Regions from separate parts of the Gossypium hirsutum genome. Here region 1 is linked to region 2. Evidence: chromatin contacts called from public Hi-C data. All regions are on one chromosome and are shown on one strand. The core of a region is the stretch at or near the end of the contact, and the rest is flanking DNA. Distances in the headings are between cores, read along the strand shown.

What was found. A called contact is a pair of places that touch in the nucleus more often than the background predicts.
Region 1: a contact with region 2 is called in a Hi-C map of leaf, with 4 times the contacts expected there. The contact joins the promoter of LOC107920379 here to the promoter of LOC107920309 in region 2. A contact is called at or near these places in 19 of 34 Hi-C or Micro-C datasets (anther, callus, fibers and 4 more).

Annotation. Positions count from the first base shown.
Region 1 is chrD13:47,146,561-47,149,260 of Gossypium_hirsutum_v2.1, reverse strand. It overlaps LOC107920379 (protein DNA-DAMAGE INDUCIBLE 1), which reads right to left and starts at 1,437. Exons shown (of 15, transcript XM_016850071.2): 1 at 305-1,437; 2 at 113-145. The coding sequence starts at 370.
Region 2 is chrD13:47,007,512-47,010,466 of Gossypium_hirsutum_v2.1, reverse strand. LOC107920309 (cytochrome c oxidase assembly protein COX15) reads left to right here and starts at 1,634. Exons shown (of 7, transcript XM_016849955.2): 1 at 1,634-2,077; 2 at 2,721-2,955. The coding sequence starts at 1,913.

The DNA of each region.
Region 1 (2,700 bases), core at 188-2,687, 140 kb before region 2:
CTTTCAAGAACCCCAAAACTAAAGAAAGACAATGGTCTCAGTTAACCCCCAAAAGGATTAAATAATTTAAAAAGGAAACATAAAGAAAAAAAAAAGGGTAATAATCTCTTACCTCAACTTCAAGCAAAGCTTTCAAATTTTCAACCTATTAGAAACAAAGGAAAATACCAAAATCAGCAAAATAAGTATAAAGATTGAGGAAAAAGGGGTAGCTTTCAAAACAAATTCAATCTAATAAAACAAGTAAAAAAAAATCAGCAAAAAGGAGTAAAGAACTAAAAGAAGGGATTAAAGGGTGCTTAACAGTTTCATGAGGATCAACATCCAAGCTAAGGATCTGTTCATCTGCAGTCATTACAGTAATTCTCATCCTGGCAGAAGCTTTAGATCTTTGATTTAATGAAAGTTTTGGGGTTAACAAATAATTAGTAATATATAAATATAAGAAAAGAAAGGACTTTAATTTACCTTTGTTTCAATTTACTTTATATTGGATGTTGTTTCTTACGACAGAGTTTCAGTTCCCTTCGCTCTTTTAACTTCTTGTCGAAGTAGGTGCAAGTGATTGTCCACAATGGGGACTAGAGTTAACCGCTTACGTGTCATACTTTTATTGGTAGTCTTTGTTGTATGATATTACCACTATACTTTTCTTTTAGATAAGTATATCAATATTGATTTTGGTCTATGATACTAAATTTAAAATCTTTTATATGCAGATATTTTTAAGTTTTTCTAAATATATTTTATAATTTTTAGAATTATAATTAAAATGATAAATTTTACATTAAACTTTTGTTATTCACTTAGGGACAAGAGTGGTTAAAATATTTAATTTTAAAAAGTCAACTAATTAAACTGAAAATATTAATAGTGGGGACTAAAATAGAATAAATTAAATCGTTAGGTGACTATTAAAATTAAAAAAATTATATTTTTACTATTATAAAAATATACAAATTAATTTGAGAAAGGAAAACAATTTTGCTGACTCCGCTATCGATTGGATCAGGGGTCTATCCTCCTTCGACTTCTGAAATAATTAAATTGAGTGTTTCAGCAAAGAGGCCACCTTAAAGAAATCACGTCTTTAAATTGAAGAGCATCACTCAAGAATCTAAATGTAAACACATCATAATATTCATAAATCCCAAGAAAGAAACAATCCAAACTGGGAAAAAAATGAGATTTAAAAACCAAAAAAATGGGAGGGAAGAAATTAGAATTGAAGTGGAGCTCCATAACCCAAGACAGGCCTTCCATAAGGAAAGAATAAAGGATCACAGGGATAAAAATCAATCTCATCGTGCGTTGAATTTTTTATCTTCTCTATCCCTTTCTTGAAAACACCAAAACCAAACAAAGTACCGATCACAATCACTATAATTACCAAATATGTGCAGCACATACATATTCTCCCAAAACACATCTTTTTTTTCTTCTTTTATTTACAGGGAAACTTTTTGGTTTTTAACAGGAAGAGAGACGTGAAAAGGGGAGTGGGAAATGGAGGTTTTTGGATCTGAGAAAAACGTGGAGTGATATGTTTGTGACTTTGGTTATAAACATGTGGACTGGGCTTTAAGACATTTTTAACACTCCAAATTTGCAATAGGTTTAGTGTTTCTTTTCAATCATCAACAATGGGTATAGCATAAGAAACAAATATCTTGCTCCACAAACCCTGTCTTTAGTCCACAAACATGCCCACTTGAATAGTAAAGGCTTTTGCAACCAAAATCCACCATCCATCAACCACTTCAAACAAGATCTAAAGAGGCATTACAATCGCATTTAACAAAATCAATAATGGGAAATTCCCAAGAAGTAGCCGATCCAGACTTGGGGAAATAGTTTCTATTCGTAGCCATTGGCTCAAATAAGCACTAGTACTACTGAAAGACGGACTCTCCATAAATGTCAACAAAGAGGAGCTCCTGTCTCTATTCTTTGATGCTACCAAAATAGAAACTTGTTTATCTTTCTTGCTATCTGAACCAAACTTATTGTCGAGTTTGTCTTTACTCAACAAATGACCCTTCACATCCTCAAACAAGAGTTTGTCTCTGTCATAAATTAGGGTCTCCTTGAAAGACTTATATGAAGAGGGTAAAGAACACAATAATAGCATAGCATGATCTTTATCGTCAATCTTAACCTCAACATTCTTTAAATCATTCAAAAAAAGTAATAAATTGACTAATGTGATCTCTAAGAAGCTCACATTCGTTTATGCGAAACGTAAATAAACATTGTTTCAACACTAAACGGTTAGCTAGAGACTTAGTCGCATAAAGAGTTTCTAACCTTTTCCAAGGCGGATAAGGTTTTCTCCATCAATACTATAACACCCTTAACCTGTCTCTATCATCAGATTAGGGTTATAGAGCATTACTTAGCAATAAAAAAAACATTCAACATCAAAACATCTAAATAAAATAATTTAGCACTAAATGAATAAATCACATTAAAAACCTAACAAACATATGCATCTGGGCCCTAAATCGAGCCTTCAAGGCCCTAAAAATGGTTTAGAAGCAATTCGAGACTAATTTGAAACAAATCAGAAGACTTGAGAAAAAGTTGTAAAATTTGAAAATAGGGGTCACACGGCCATCTGACAGCCCAGGCCATATAACAATCGAATAAAGGGACACACGGCCGTGTCTCAGCCCGTGTCTCAACCCGTGTAGCTCACTG
Region 2 (2,955 bases), core at 385-2,884:
TTTGGGACTGAAAGAAAGGATTTGTTGCGTCATTTTGTACTTCTGAAATGCCTCGTTGGAGCATCGTCAAGAACCTAACTGATGGTGGGGGCTCCAAGGTTCGAGACTTAGGTGAGACGGGCATTTGATGAGCGCGGGCAATGGCGCTCACAACCTCTTTGGCGCTCAAGATCTCTTCTCCCTTAAAAAGCATAAAAGCTTTTATATTCCTACTACCAGCAGACATTTTTTTTTTGAAAGTGCCACCCTTAGACGTTCTTTTACCCGAAATGGGGATGCTTTTTAGACCACTTCCACTTTGAATTTTTAGTTGAATTCTTTTCTCTTTTTTTTTTTTTTGAGTTAAACAAAAATATAAGTGGCATGCGTTTTAAATTTGGGTTCAAATTCCCCGGAAAAAAATAAAAAAAATTCACGGATCGCAAAATATTAAAAAAAATTCTGAAAATTAGGGTACGAGTAAGATGATCATCTCCAATTCGGTTGTGTCAATATAAAGGAGACAACCCATTTTTAAGATCAAGTTTCGATGACTTTTGAAGTGAAAATCATTGATTCAAGATCATATCAAAGACCTTTAAATTCAATCAAATCAAATTTTTAAGCAAACATCTCACTAAACTCAACTTCAAGACAGAGGCGATTCTAGGGGGCTGGCATGGGCCCCGGCTCCCCTAAAGTGAAAATTTGACATTTAGGCTCTCTAAATTTTTTTAAAATTTTAAATTAGTAAAGGTAAAATTGCACTTTGCCCCCTAAAATTATAAAAATTCAATTTAATACTTTAAAATTTATAAAGATATAGACTATAAAAAATTAAAATTTCATTCGCCCCCCTAAAAAATTGTTCTGACTTCGCCCCTACTTCAAGATTAAGTCTTAATGACTCTTGAAGCAAACCACATCTTTCTAAGATCAAATTTAGATGGTTTTTGGATTGAAACTCCATCGAAATAAGAATTAAAAGAGTTTTCTTTGTAATTAAAAAATTCAAATATTGTACTCTTTTCAAAGAACACAAATAAAATTTGACTTCAAATTTTCAAGTCAATTTACGATTGAATATTTTTGTGTACATGTATATATAAACTTTTATTAATATTTAGGAATTTTATATAATTTTTAATTAAAATTTATATTATTAATAAACATAAACAATCACATATATTATTAATTTTTATATTATAATTTTTATATGACATAAATTTTATAATATAAAAATAAAAAATAATGTCTCGTTGGTTCGAGCGTGCTCAACACATATTTCTTCTTATTTAAGGGCGAGAAGAAGTTATGAGTAGGTTTATACTTTGTATCAAACCAAAAAAAAATTATTTGGATATGAGTTGAGATTAAAGCTCCCCATGAACTACGCCGAGCCAAGCCCTGGTTTCAAAAAATTTTCACGCTCATACCTGTTTCGGGCTGACACGATCCACTAAAAAAAATCATTTTACTATTAAAAATAATAAAATAATAAAAATATTTTTAATTAATATTTATAATTAAATTTAAATTTAAAAAATAATTCAAGCCCAAAATACAACATTCCTGTCCAAGTTTGATCCAAATCAGGCTGGGTTTATTAGACCGAGTGGGCTACCCGGCCATTGGAAAGGTGTAGTGTGGCACTCAAATCACCTCAATTTTCTTGACATTTCATTTCAGTACCAACGGTGAATCATGTTTTTGCCTTTTTGGTAAACTAGCGGCTTGAAACCAACAAAGGGATCCTCCAAACCCATCAAGTCCCAATGTAGAACTGAGCAAACCCTTTTTACAGTGTCGTAAAACCTCCATAAACCCACAGTTTTTTTTTTCTTTTTAGAATCATAAACCCACAGTTTTAAGAATTAAACCCAAGAGAAACCCAGAGAGAAGACGCTAATCCCCCCCCAAGCAAAAAAAAAAAATGTTTCAAAGCAGAGTAGTTGGTTCAATTCTAAAGAGAAACAAAGCTATAATCAACAGCTTAACATCCAATCTCAAGGGAACCTGTTCCTCTCGTTGTTTTACGCCTTCTTCTGCTAATGCAGTTGCTAGGACCTCCTTTTATGGCTTTAGATCACTGCCTAAGGTTCTTTTATCTCTCGATTTTGATTCTTTCTTCATTTTATTGATATGGGTATCGTTTTTTTTTTCGAATAAATCTTTTGTAGTTAATTTTTTAGTTCTTGAGAAGGGATGTGATTGGATTGATCACCTTCTTTTAGCGTATTTCTTTAAGTTTTTTGTTGAGTAATTGGAATTTGCATTTCTCTACTGTGATGCTGATAGATTGTGGTTATTGGTGGGAGAACAAGTGATTTGGATCATCCCCTTTTTTTGGATTTGTTTGATTTAAGCTTTTGGAGTGTGGGATGAATGATGGGAATCCATTTAAAATTAGAAACATTCATACTAGAACCATAATATGAGTTTGATGACAGCACTTGGGAATAGTTTTTTATTCTAGCATAACAGATGCATTCCCTGGTTCTAATTTAAAGAACTATTAGGAATTTTGATCTGTATTGCTTTTTCTATATTCATGGAGAGGCTACATTTAGCGTAAGTACTTGAAGGTGAAAATGGTGGTTCAAGTATTGTTTTAACATCCAAGGAAAAAAAGTTGTTTCTGCTGTAAATTTTCTCTTAAAGTTACGTAAAAGAACAATGGTGATATGCTCTCCAAGTGGTATGTGAATGTGACTAAAAGGAAGATCTTTTATTTGTTTTAGGGACATCATGTGCCGTCCTTCAGGAATATGTCCACCGTGGCTTCTGTTGGCACTGAGAAGCAGGGATTGAAGATGCTAGTAACTGCAGGTCCACGTGCTCAGAAAATGGTGGGGATATGGCTTTTTGGTTCTGCTGCATGGGTTTTTAGTATGGTGGTACTAGGTGGTGTCACACGATTAACCCGATCTGGCCTTTCAATGACTGATTGGAAATTCGCCGGGAACCTTCCTCCTC